4 separate regions of the Mus musculus genome follow, and regions 2, 3 and 4 are each linked to region 1. The links are chromatin contacts, called in public ChIA-PET and Hi-C maps. All regions are on one chromosome and are shown on one strand. Each heading gives the region's core, a stretch centred on a gene start, on an enhancer-like site or on the middle of the called end of the contact. The rest is flanking DNA. Distances are from core to core; before and after follow the strand shown. Region 1 overlaps Thsd4 (thrombospondin, type I, domain containing 4). Region 2 overlaps Lrrc49 (leucine rich repeat containing 49). Region 3 has its middle 25 kb from the start of 9230112J17Rik. Region 4 holds the start of 9230112J17Rik (RIKEN cDNA 9230112J17 gene).

Region 1 (2,906 bases), core at 196-2,695:
GCTTTGCATGCGGTTACGCACTTGGATGTGTGCGCATGCACACACACACACAGTACTAAAGAGGAGACTGTCATGTGGAGTGTGGTGCAGTAGGAATGGCTTAGAAGTTAAGAGAATGCATTGCTCTTGCTGAGGACCTGAGTTGGTGTCTGAGCACCCATGCTGGGCAGCTCACAACTGTCTGTAATTCCAACTTTAGAAGATCTAGTGCCCACTTTGGTCACCCACACTCACATGTGTATGTAAATTTAAATGTGTATGTATGCATTTAAAATAATTAAAAAAGACTTTTAAAAAGCAACAAAAATAAAGAGAACATCAGAATGGAGTGAGATGCTGAGGAAAGAGGAAGATGATGCTTAGAGAGCTGCCAACGGAAGAGAAAGAGGAGGAGCCTGGTGCTCTCTGTCCTGTGGGCACTGGGCCTTCCAGAGCTGTGCATTACTCGGCTTTCTGTCACTACATTGAAAGGTTGGCTTTTGTCTCACAGATGTCAGTGTTCCAGTACATGAGATGATTGCCCTTTGCTTTGAGCCAGGATTATATTATGGTAGGATTGATTATTAAAGAACAAATCTACTCACCTTATGACCAGGAAGCTGGGGGGTGGGGGGGAAGAAGAGGAGGAAGAGGAGAAGGAGAAATGAGGAGCCCTGTAATCCCTTTCAGAGGGGCCCTCAATAACCTGAAGACCTCCCACCAGCACCACCTTGGGAACCAAGCCATTAACATGGCTCAGGAAGACTTTATGATCTAAAGTGTGGCAGGCTGTTTTTGAGGCACTCCATCAAGGTTGAAGAACTCCAGCATTCATATAAAGAATGCCAGCATTCTGGAGTAGAACTCTCACATCAAATATACCAGAATGGCAAACCCAGCCTTGCCCTCCTCACCCACATGTGTGTAAATCTGTGTACTTTTGAAATCAAAGATGAAATGGTTGTTATTGAACAGTTAGCCCTGACAAATAAAGGCACTCAGGTGGTGTAAGAAGCTAAGACCATAGTTCAACGGAATGCCAACTCCCTGGAGTTCAGAAACCTCTGACCTTCAGGCAGACAATCTCCTGACTCAGGAGGGTTTTGTAGAGGTTTTTAGGACTGACCTAAGGATGTCCTGTTGTCAGGGAAGACAGATGGGAAGGACATGTCTAACCCTGGGCTGGGGCTGTCCCGTAAATATCACAGATAAACATTGCCACCAGGGACCTTAGGAAAAGGAAGAGGGACAGCTGCTTTCAGTCAGATAGTGACAGGTACTTGAGAGAAACTAGAAATGGATATATTTACAGGAAAAACAAAACTTAACTTTGTGCCTTTAATGCAGACATCGGAGTTTCCAGCAGATGGAGATGTTCCCACATGAAAGAGACCGTTTACAGGTACCACTGCCCCAGACTTCCTGCTCCTTAGGACTGGATCACTCAGTCCTTGGGAGAGGCAGAGAGGACTTTGTAAAATGTCGGCTTCCTAGCTTTAAATCAGTTAGGTTTTCTATGGAGAACTTCAGGGAGACCAGGGCTTCTCTGAGAGTTGGCGTTTGAAAGGATAAAAGCCTTAGCTCACTCTTTCCTTGTTTGAGGTGGATTTGGCCCCTTGTCTTTTGTTTCTTAAGCCCTGTGTGTGTTTTTGTGTGTTTGTGTGTGTGTGTGTGTGTGTATTTGCATCATAGTACTGGATGCTTTAGGAGTCAAGTTTGCAAGCTTTAAGGTTTTGTTGTCTTTCTTTTTCTTCTTAGTTCTCTACTCTTCTGTCTGCAGGCCTAGGGTCAAGTTGTTTCCAGAGGCTGCCTGTATTCTGTTTGGGGGCCTTTGAAGGCTTGGTCAGGGCGCTTTTGCCTCAGGTTGGAAGAGCTGAAAGGCTGAGCTGGGAGAGAGCAATGAGGCTCACCTCATTAACATTTAAAACAACAACAACAAGGGCCGCCCTACTGCAGAAGGGGGGGGGGGGGATGATGATCGTGGGACTTTGTTGTCTGGGCGACCACGGGGTTAGGGAAACATTCTCAGATCTGCTGTAGGCTCCCTGGTTTGATGCTTTTTCTCGCTACAAATCATATGGCCCAACAGAGGGCTTCCATGAGGTGACAGTGTGGCTGCAAGCTTAAAAGGGATCGTTTTCATAACTTGTTTTTTCTTCCTTGGTCGTTTTCCTAATGGTTCAATACAGAAGATCTCAGATTGTATTTTGCTTCCTTTTTCGGATGATGAAGGGAAACGCTCTCAGATTTTAGGGTAAAGATAAATTCCAGGAGGAGGGTGAGTGGGTCACTGGGGGTGCACTACGCCACCTAGTGTCTGCTTCACTTTTCCCAAAGCATTGCATCAGTTATACAAAGCTACCGCTTTCATACTGAGCTCAATATGTTCATATAATTTGTAAAAAGAAATAAGGATTGGGGAGATGGTGTTGTGTTTTATAAAACCATGGTGCAATGTGGTGGGGTGGGGGGAGTCTGGGTGGGCCTGTGCCTAGGTGTCTACCTAAACAATCAGCCAGATATAAAAGGAAGTTTATTGGGAGAAGGGAAGGAGACGTGGGAAAGGGGGTAGAGGCAGAGAAAGAACAACAAAGGAGAGAGGGAGAGAGAGAGAGAATATGAATGAGAATGTGGTAACTAGTGGTCTTATGATGCCTGGATCCTGGCTCATGAAGCGACCTGATGCTAGGTTGCTGTTGGGTGGAGGCAGAAAAATTGCCAACAGATAGCACAGTCACAAAGTATTCAACCTGAAAACGTGAAGATGTGAGTTTGATTCCTGGAACCACATTTTTTAAAAATGTGGGAGGAGGAGCAGCAGCAGCAACAGCAGCTGCTAGGTTTGGTGGCTGTGTACTTAGAATCCCAATGCTAGGGGTGTGAAGACATTTGTATCTTTGGGCTCACTGAATAGCTGGCCAGCCTAC
Region 2 (2,906 bases), core at 219-2,718, 400 kb before region 1:
CTTTTCACAGAAGGAGGCACTGTTAAACAGTTGTTGAACTGCTAGGACATGGGATTTAAAGTGAAATGTTGTCACAGGAAAACTAGCTACATTCTCCAAGATCAGGTGTTCCTCAAGTATCCACAGCAGATACCTCTGATTCCAAAATCAGCTGCCAGTGCTTCTGGCTGGAACATCTGACAGAAGTCCTAAGGAGGGCTGGAGAGATGGCTCAGTGGTTAAAAGCACTGGCTGCTCTTCCAGAGGTTCTGAGTTCAATTCCCAGCAACCACATAGTGGCTCACAACCATCTGCAATGGGATCAGATGCCCTCTTCTGGTGTGTCTGAAGAGAGTGACAGCGTACTCACATACATAAAATAAATAAATCTTAAAAAAAAAAGAAAGAAAGTGCTTTCCTCCCTCCCCTTCCCCTTCTCCCTCTCCCTCCTTTCCCCTCCCTCCCTCTTCAAAAAGAAAAAAAAAAAAAAAGAAGTCCTAAGGAGTGCTCTGGTACACTCTGGTGAGCTCTGGAGAGCAGAAGGGACCTGACTGAGCATCTCCAGCTGTGTCTTGTGGATGGCTTTCTGTCCCCCGTTAGTCAGAACAGATTTCTCCAGCTTCTTTTGAAAATCCCCCAGGCAGTGGAACCAGTGCTGATAAGCTTCTAGGTTCAGATGGCCAGGGGAGCTTCTTCAGTGCTGTTGCCTTTGTGTCCTTTCGACCTTGGTCTCAGGTTTGATGTCATTTACATGATTTCCCAAGAACCTCCAGCCCCACTTTGCTCTGTTTAAGAGCACATGGGTCCCATTGAGACCCCAGATCAGAGAGCTCTGATAACTGGGCCTCTATATCAGAGTGTTCTGGGTGAAGACAAATTTTCTTATCCCTGGAGATAAGTTTCGAAATGTTAAATGCATAATACTGGGGTTGGAGAGATGGCTCAGATGCTCGCCAACAAGCATGAGGACATGAGGTCTCCACTTAAAAATGCCCGGCATGATTATATGCACTTGTAACCCCAGTGATAGGGAGTGGAGACAGGCAGATTATTGAGGCTTGCTGGCCAGGTGGTATACTCAAAATGGTGACCTTCAGGTTTGGAGAAACATCCTGTCTCAAAAAGAAAAAACCAAACAACAACAACCAAGAGAGAAGTGAATAGAGCCAGATATCCTCACATCAACCTCAGACACAATATGGACCTCCATACACACAAGTGAGTGTCTACACACACACACCACATACACATACATATGCACATACATATATGCATACGCATACATCACAGTGCTCACACATATGCACATACATATGCCTCCTCAACACCCCCCACCCCGCGCTCGAGCATGCGTGTGTGCACACACACACACACACACACACACACACACACCCTATTTCTGGATAGGTAGCTTAACCAGTGTTTGCATAACTCAGTATGAGAACCAGCTGGAGGACAAAACTAGTTCAAAGGAGCGTAGGAGGAGCTGAGCACTGATGTTTTAGCAAGCTCTCCAGCTAAGTCTGATTCACATAAGAGTTTGACCCACTGTTTTAGGCCAGATGACAGAATGGGATCAGTGAATTCTCTAGCAACCATGAGGTCAGATTGCTGTTGGAAAGCAAGACTCTGCCTAAGCCATATGGCTGGGCTCCTGTAACTTCCTCCAAGTGGTCTAGGAATATCAGGAGCAAAACAAACAAACAAACAAACAAACCCCAAACCAAAATAAAGTGAAAAGAGAAATCATCTGTTAACCAGACATTTAGATGTTAGCTAGGATGGTTTGAAGTACCCGGCCTTAGGAAAAGGCTTTTGAGTTCACAAGGACACACATGGTTTGATGAATAGTATGGCATACCCTGCTCTCAGTGAAGGTCATGAGTCCACAAGGATGCACATGGTTCGAGTGAAGTGAACTAGGAGTACTGGTAGATTAAATTGATTTCCAGGAAAAGAATAGGCTCTGAGGTTTTAGGAGAGACAAATAAGGGGGTTGTGGGGAGTGTGCTATGTCTGAAGGGGGAAAAGAGCTAAAGCCGTGCTGCAGTGGTGCTGGGTGGGAGAGGGAGACTATTCTTATCAGTAAGTTAGACTGAGTTGGGTGGTGATGGAGTTCTTGTTCTGGCAATGATGTCAGCTGAGGTCTGAAAGTGTTAGACATTCACGAGGTTTAAGTGTGCACTGTGGCTTGCCTTCTGGAAGCACTGCCGAGGTAGACATTGCTCTTTGAGACAATAAATAATGACAAGAGGAATAGGTAATGATAGACAAGACACTTGGTGGTAAAGGTGAGGTTTTATGTCATTCCTCTCTCCCTACTGAGTAGTTATGGTGTGAATCTGTAGCACCCATAGGAACCGTGAAAATAAGAGGTACTTTTCATGCTAAGAGTGTGCTTGTGGGCAGCAAGGCAGGCAGAGTAGCCGTAGAGGGCAGCAGTGAGAAGAGCATGGGTAGACCTAACCACCAGGGCAGTTTCAATTTTAGCAATGAAATTTAAATTCTTTTATTTTTTATTTTAAAGCATCATCTTGCTCTGTTGCCTCAAGCTCTCTCTGAATTCCCAAACTTCTGGACACGAGTGATCAATCATCTCGCTTTAGCCTTTTAAGTAGTTGGGACTATAGTCATGTGCCACTGTGCCTGGCACTGCCCCCTCCACCCCAACACACACTTTGACCTAAGGTTGGAAGTAGAACTGCTTTTCTCTAAAGTAAGACATTTATGCGCCTGTCACTGCTCTGTGTGTGCAGTGGGAGAGCAAGAATTTAAATATTAAGATGAGTACCTTGCTGCCTCAGCCCGCTCTGACTCCTCATAGGTGTGAAGTGTCTGCATTGCTTTTCAGTTCTTCTTATTCTGATTTTCAGAATCAAGAAAATCTCAAATCTGGAGAATCTAAAAAATTTAGATGTCTTGGACCT
Region 3 (2,906 bases), core at 219-2,718, 290 kb before region 1:
AGAGCTAGAGGTGAAAAAGCCACCAATTAAATAAAAACCAATTTAAAAAGATTTATCTTTTAACATGCGCGAGAATTTTGCCTGCACGTTTGTCTGTGCATCATCTGCATGCCTGGAGTCTGTGGAGGTCGGAGGATGACAACACATCCCCTGGAACTGGAGTTGTGGATGGTCGTGAGCTGCCGTGTGGGTGCTGAGAACCAGTGCTGGGTCCTCTGGAAGAGCAGCTCCTATGTGTAACTGCTGAGCCCTTGCTCCTGCCCCTCCCTGAAGCCCAAACTTTATATAGAATTGCTAACCTACAATTGTGCTTTCAGGTCACAGGATGGTCCTTGTGCATGGGTAAAACCATTGGTTCGTAGATTCTCCCTGGAGTGTTCTTTCCATCCCGTGTGTACACTGGCCTCAGCTCACTATTTTAGTTCATTTACCTTGTAATGTTGATTCACTCATCATTTCTCTTCCAACAAGTTTCCTTTTACAGGTATATTTTTATTTGTATTTATGTGTGTCTGCATGTGTGTATACGACCTGAATGCAGTGTCCACAGAGGCCAGAAGAGGTCTCCTAGAGCTGGAGACATGGCTTCTGGGAACCACTCTTGGGTCCTCCGCAAGAGCAGCAAGCACTCTTCACCACTGAGCCATCCTCTAGCCAGTTTTGTGAGATGGGGATAATCACAACAGAGATAAAGGCTTTGAAAAAAGTATACTCAGCAGAAATCTACTGAGTCTTTAACACATGGCAGACATGACGCATGGCTGTGTGATTCCCATGAACAGTGACCACTGCCAACATAGAATACACATGGTGAAGTGGGAAGTTCTACTTTCTTTGGGCACTCAATTGTGTCATGTGATGTTTTTCTACGTACCTGTTCTTGTGGCCTAAGTTTCCTTGGGAGTGTCTCTCTCCTTTGTTGTTCTGTCTCTGGCAGTTAGTAAAATATCAGTTGACTGCTAAAGATTTCCCACGGTCTTTGTAGATAAACCCGTTTCACAGACAGTCCCCATTCTTAGTATCTGTCTTATTTAGTTTCTGTTGCTGTAGTAAAACATCATGACAACTTGGGGAGGAAAAGGCTTGTTTCCCTTTACAGTTTTAGCACAGACCTTCATCTGAGGAACTCAAGGCAGGACCCTGAAGCAGAGGCATGGACGAACACTGCTAACTGGCTTACTCCTCATAGCTTGATCAGGCTGCTTTCTTATACACCCAAGGACCCCTTGCCCAGGGATACCACCACCCACAGTGAGCTGCTCCCCCACCCAACACACATACAGTGGGATGTCTCTACTACATTGATCATTAACCAGGAAATGCGCTCATAGACTTACACTTGGGCCAATCCGATGGGAACATCTTTCTTAACGAGATTTCCCCTTCTCAGATGAATCTAGCTTGTGTCAAGTTGACAAAACCAGGGCAGCAGCTCTGCATCCTGCTCTTCCAATATCTCTATGCTGCCGGCCTGTGCAACTCCCAGATGCCAAGCTCAGACCTTTAGAAGCAAGCATCAAAGAGCATTCGGAGCAATCCCATGGTGGCTCTTCCTAACAGACAACCGTTACATCTTATCAAAGTCACCATGTGTGCACAACAAAGAGAGCAGAAGAGGAAAATATGTACTCTTGATACTAGATAAGAAGACCTCACGGGTATTGCAGTGGCCAAAGATGGAAATCATTAGGCATGATGAAAGTGCTGTAAGGCAGAAGAGAATAAAAATGCAAAGCATGTGTACCAAATGCTGGAAATGCCTCTCAAAGACAGACTCTCTCTCTCTCTCTCTCTCTCTCTCTCTCTCTCTCTCTCTCAGTGGAAACGTGTCCCTCATCATGCATAAAATCTCCTTGTCATTGTTGTTGGATGTTGTGTGAGGCAGTGCATATGTGTGGTATATGAGTGTACATGTATGTGCAAATTCATGTGTCTGTGTGTGTTTATACCGGTGTGTGTGTGACCACAGGATTACACTGGTAGTCTTTCTCTATCGCTCTCTGCCTTTATTCCATGAGTTCACCATTTCAGCTAGGATGACTAGCTAGCAAGCACCTTGGATCTGCCTGTGTCTGCTCCCTAGTGATGTGGTTATAGTCATACATGAGTGGTCCTGACTTTTTATGTAAGTACTGAGGATTTGAACTCAGGTCCTCATGTATGCATAGACAGTGCTTTTTACCCTTATCTCCATATGAGCCACGTTTCCAGCCTGAACTTTTGATTTCTTAACAGGCTTACAAGGACACCTTGGCAGCTCATCGCAAGTCTCCATCAGCTCTGCCCATCTCATTCAACAGTGGCTGGGTACCTGTCCTGAGAACTTACGTTGGTGATGGTGACCGTTTCAAGGGAGCTATGCAAGACACAAGCAGCACTTGGTTCAGAATTGGCAAGACGCTTTCCTAAGGGTTGGCCAAGATTGATTTGTTACCCTGAGAAACATTTCTTGAAGACTGGCCTGGGAATGCCTTCCTCAGAGCATTGCTCTTAGATGAGCTATGAGAAGTCTTTAATTTGAGCTGTCTGTCTCCATACCAACCTGTGAACAGGCTCCTGGAGGAGTCTTCTGCCTAGCACATTTTGAGACCAGTGTTTTGACCAATGGTGTCATTTGAGTCAAGTGCCTCCGAGCCAGTCCCTGAAGTCAGGTAAGGAGGCCCTGCAACACGACCCACCTACACCGCCGATGTTACTTGATCAGATGCCAAATGATATAGGCCTGTATTAATATGAGGAAATGGTTTTGCAACAAGAAGAAACATTCAAAGAAAGCTTGTCTAAAAAGCTTTAAAGTAGTCACTTCACCCATCTTCAGATGTCAAGGGTTTATACCTGTCTTCCCACACTACAATGAGGCAGCAGACTTGGGCAGCCACTATTCTAATGGACTTCTTCACCTGTTT
Region 4 (2,906 bases), core at 273-2,772, 270 kb before region 1:
GCATCTCCTTGTGTTGTGGTGACACCGCCCCCCTGCCATAAAGTTATTTTTATTGCTACTTCATAACTGTGATTTTACTGTTATGAATCATAATGTAAATATCTGATATGCAGGATTGACCCCGGTGAAGGGCCATTTGGCCTTCAAAGGAATCAAGACCCACAGATTGAGAACCACTGGACTAGAGAATACAGGTGGGGAAGGACGAGGGGGCAGGGCTCCATCTATGTAGTCACGGGGAACCTGTCCTCACAGCTGGGTGCCACAGACCTTCCAGTGAGACCTGCCCATAACCCTCTCATGGGTTAATACTCTTGGGTTCCCCTGGGGAACTTTGGTGAACTGTATCTTGGTTTGTTGTCAGGACCTCAGGAGGAGGGGCAGATGCTGTTTACGTCTCTCCCAGGGAAGGACTTTTAATAATCATTTCACCTCCGCAGTCTCTCGGGCCCTCGTGAACGGAGTTCTCCAAGGTTGATTGGTTGAATTCCTGACTGAGGAGAGCCAGAACATAGTAGGTTTGTACCCAAAGGATCTTAGCTATTGTTAGACTCCTTAAATCCACGCGTGACCCGCCTCTGTGTTTTCCTAACACCCTTTGCCTTAGGTAAATCTTTTTCTGGGGCTCTAGGAGATGTACAAGCAGACCTCTATCTCCCACCAACCCAAAGGCTAGGATTCATCCAAGAGCATCCGAGACCCATTACAGACACTCCCCTGCTTTTCTGTAACCCATCTATGACATTTTTCATGACTTTTTTTTTCATGACATTCTTTGTCCTGTTCCTGTAAATACTTAATTATTTTGTCACCACATTGGACCATGGCACTGAAATAATCTGATTTAGTTTCTCAGTCACTATCACTCACATTTGGCTTCAGAATTTACCCCACCTTGTTTCCTTTGAGGTGAGAGCTGTGTTCTATACAGACACCTATGTAAACTTTATCTACTGAAGGTCTTATCTCAGGATTTGACCCAGACAGACACCTTCCTTATCTGCCCTACCAGCTGACCTGGATATACCCAGTAGTCATAAGGGAAGAGGAAGCCAGCTTCCCTCTAGACATAGACTAGATTATATCTCAGAATACTACAAGGTACAGCCTTTCCAGCGCCTTATCAAGTGCCCCTAGTCTCTCTGCGGTCAACATGTGCAGTGTGTGTGTGTGTGGGGGGGGGGGGTGGATGTGAAAATGAGGCTCATCTGAGCATGAGAAGCACCTGGCCACCTGACCATAAGGATTCCATGCGAGTCTCTGTTAGCCAGGAAGGTCTATGTAAGAACTAGGTCAGTTCTTCTTCATCAAACACCTGGCAGAGCCTCCCTCTGAATGGAAGTTCAGCCAGAATTAAGACTCTTTTTCTATTGTTAACATCTATCAAATTTTAAATGATCTAAGATAATTTTTAAGCGTAGCCGGGCTCATATTTCATACTCAGATAGATGCAGCTTGAACAGTGCTAGGCACATGATTCAGCAATTTCCCAGGGATCTTTGCTTCTCTTCTCGCAGGGATGGATTAGAAATAACCACCAGTAGTGACTCCAGAGGAGCTGGCCGTCTGCAGAGGCTGGAATGTCTTGACTACAGCTGCTGACCTGTTGCTGTACACTGCCGGTCCCCCGTGATGTCAGCCCCAGGTGGTCTTGCTTCTTCTCCAGCTCCTGAAGAAGGTAAGAACCCTCTGAGCTCCCAGGCAAGTTCCTAGGGGCAAAATAGCCTCAAATAGGAGCTCCAGAGTCACCAGAAATACAGGTTTACTCCCCAATCCCAGAACACACCCCCTTTCCCTGCAGAACACTGTTTACCCACGCCCACACCCCGGAAGCAGGGAAGCCTGTGAGTTACCTGATAAGGCTTCTGAGGGCAGAGGAGCACGCGGAAGTCCATGCCCTCTTTCCTCTCAACTCCTTCCTTTGCAATCCTTTAATGGTAGATCCACATAGCAAGACCCACAGCCAATGGCGGTGCCCTATGCACCCCTTCTGAGCCCCACCATGTTGCCTTAAAGAAACACGCCCGGAAATGGAGTTTCTTGAACGGTTCCTGGATACTTTCCAGAGGAACCCTGGCAACATGTACAAATGCCTTTTTATTTTCCAAATAAACATTAACAAATACTTTCTGCCTTTCTTTAGCACCGGGACCAGGTTTGATGAGCATTCAGGTGACAGTTTTCTGGGTTTGGGGGTGGGTAAACAGAAAGGATCGTCACATGTCATTTCTGTGGGTACTATGAATGTAGGGACGAGATCTTAGCGTTTTCTTCCAAATGAAGGAGTTTTAAGCTGGGGGTGGGGTGGGGTGATGGTGGTGGGGAATCTCCATGGAAGAGAACAAAGGAAGAAAGAGATAGATGAAGGTGTTGGGCCTTAAAAGTGAAGATCATTTAATTTGTTCCCAAACTGCAGCACATTCAAGTGTGACAGGGAGCCATAGTTGGTAAGGAGCCTGGGAGATCATCTGAAGAGCATGATTGCATTGAACAAACAGGGCATGTGGTTATGCTAACATCAGAATTAGTCTACTGAGCAGGCTGCTGGTCGTTTCTGCTATTTGTGAAGCCCTGACACAAAATTTATGACAGAAGGAGCTAGGGGTCAGGCAGTCACCTGGACACAGCCCAGGGTGTGAAGCCCTTCACTGGGAGCCCATTGTGACCGGAACTTTCTGGAACTTGTCTTTTGTGGCTAGCCATGGTCCACCTCATTCTCCTCGCCTTTATCCTTCCATGGGGTTGAGGGAGGGATGAAGATGGCAAAACAGAGATGTGCACATGCTAACCAAGTGTCCACGAAGACTTGAACATTTAATACAGTCATCAAAATAATCATTGTTTCAGTTGTTGAACTAGAGTTACAGTTCTGTGGTAAACATGCTGTCTTCTTCTTCATGTGATAT

The links. ChIA-PET counts read pairs in DNA pulled down with a chosen protein or histone mark. A called contact is a pair of places that touch in the nucleus more often than the background predicts.
Region 2: a contact with region 1 is called in a Hi-C map of uterus, with 2.7 times the contacts expected there. The contact joins two enhancer-like sites. A contact is called at or near these places in 4 of 39 promoter capture datasets (the 3T3-L1 cell line, the SN4741 cell line, cranial neural crest and 1 more), 2 of 484 Hi-C or Micro-C datasets (nephron progenitors and uterus), 15 of 115 datasets of contacts at active chromatin or transcription factors (SST interneurons, VIP interneurons, bone marrow-derived macrophages and 7 more) and 3 of 9 other capture datasets (embryonic stem cells, macrophages and pancreatic islet).
Region 3: an SMC1A ChIA-PET map of the G1E-ER4 cell line shows a contact between it and region 1, with 8 read pairs. The contact joins two enhancer-like sites. A contact is called at or near these places in 1 of 15 datasets of contacts at CTCF or cohesin (the G1E-ER4 cell line), 2 of 484 Hi-C or Micro-C datasets (the G1E-ER4 cell line and cochlea) and 3 of 115 datasets of contacts at active chromatin or transcription factors (T-cell acute lymphoblastic leukemia, embryonic basal ganglia and embryonic stem cells).
Region 4: a contact with region 1 is called in a Hi-C map of the G1E-ER4 cell line, with 4 times the contacts expected there. The contact joins the promoter of 9230112J17Rik here to the enhancer-like site in region 1. A contact is called at or near these places in 2 of 15 datasets of contacts at CTCF or cohesin (the G1E-ER4 cell line and hippocampal excitatory neurons), 16 of 484 Hi-C or Micro-C datasets (ECoMG-derived neutrophils, the G1E-ER4 cell line, cortical neurons and 7 more), 8 of 115 datasets of contacts at active chromatin or transcription factors (T-cell acute lymphoblastic leukemia, a colorectal cancer cell line, embryonic basal ganglia and 4 more) and 1 of 9 other capture datasets (embryonic stem cells).

What each region holds. Positions count from the first base shown.
Region 1 is chr9:60,274,995-60,277,900 of GRCm38.p6, reverse strand. The region is part of intron 6 of Thsd4 (thrombospondin, type I, domain containing 4); the gene reads left to right. Among named protein-coding and RNA genes, the nearest start is that of 2010001M07Rik, 58 kb to the left of the region's middle. Within about 2 kb of position 1,445, at least 23 of the 459 cell types and tissues checked have an H3K27ac peak or open chromatin away from gene starts, as enhancers often do. A contact at or near this core is called in the G1E-ER4 cell line, cortical neurons, nephron progenitors and 1 more, where this site is marked.
Region 2 is chr9:60,671,308-60,674,213 of GRCm38.p6, reverse strand. It overlaps Lrrc49 (leucine rich repeat containing 49), which reads left to right. Exons shown (of 17, transcript NM_145616.4): 7 at 2,853-2,906. Among named protein-coding and RNA genes, the nearest start is that of Lrrc49, 15 kb to the left of the region's middle. Within about 2 kb of position 1,468, at least 4 of the 459 cell types and tissues checked have an H3K27ac peak or open chromatin away from gene starts, as enhancers often do. A contact at or near this core is called in uterus, where this site is marked.
Region 3 is chr9:60,569,928-60,572,833 of GRCm38.p6, reverse strand. No RefSeq gene overlaps it. Among named protein-coding and RNA genes, the nearest start is that of 9230112J17Rik, 25 kb to the right of the region's middle. Within about 2 kb of position 1,468, at least 3 of the 459 cell types and tissues checked have an H3K27ac peak or open chromatin away from gene starts, as enhancers often do. A contact at or near this core is called in the G1E-ER4 cell line, where this site is marked.
Region 4 is chr9:60,544,498-60,547,403 of GRCm38.p6, reverse strand. It overlaps 9230112J17Rik (RIKEN cDNA 9230112J17 gene), which reads left to right and starts at 1,522. Exons shown (of 4, transcript NR_040464.1): 1 at 1,522-1,678.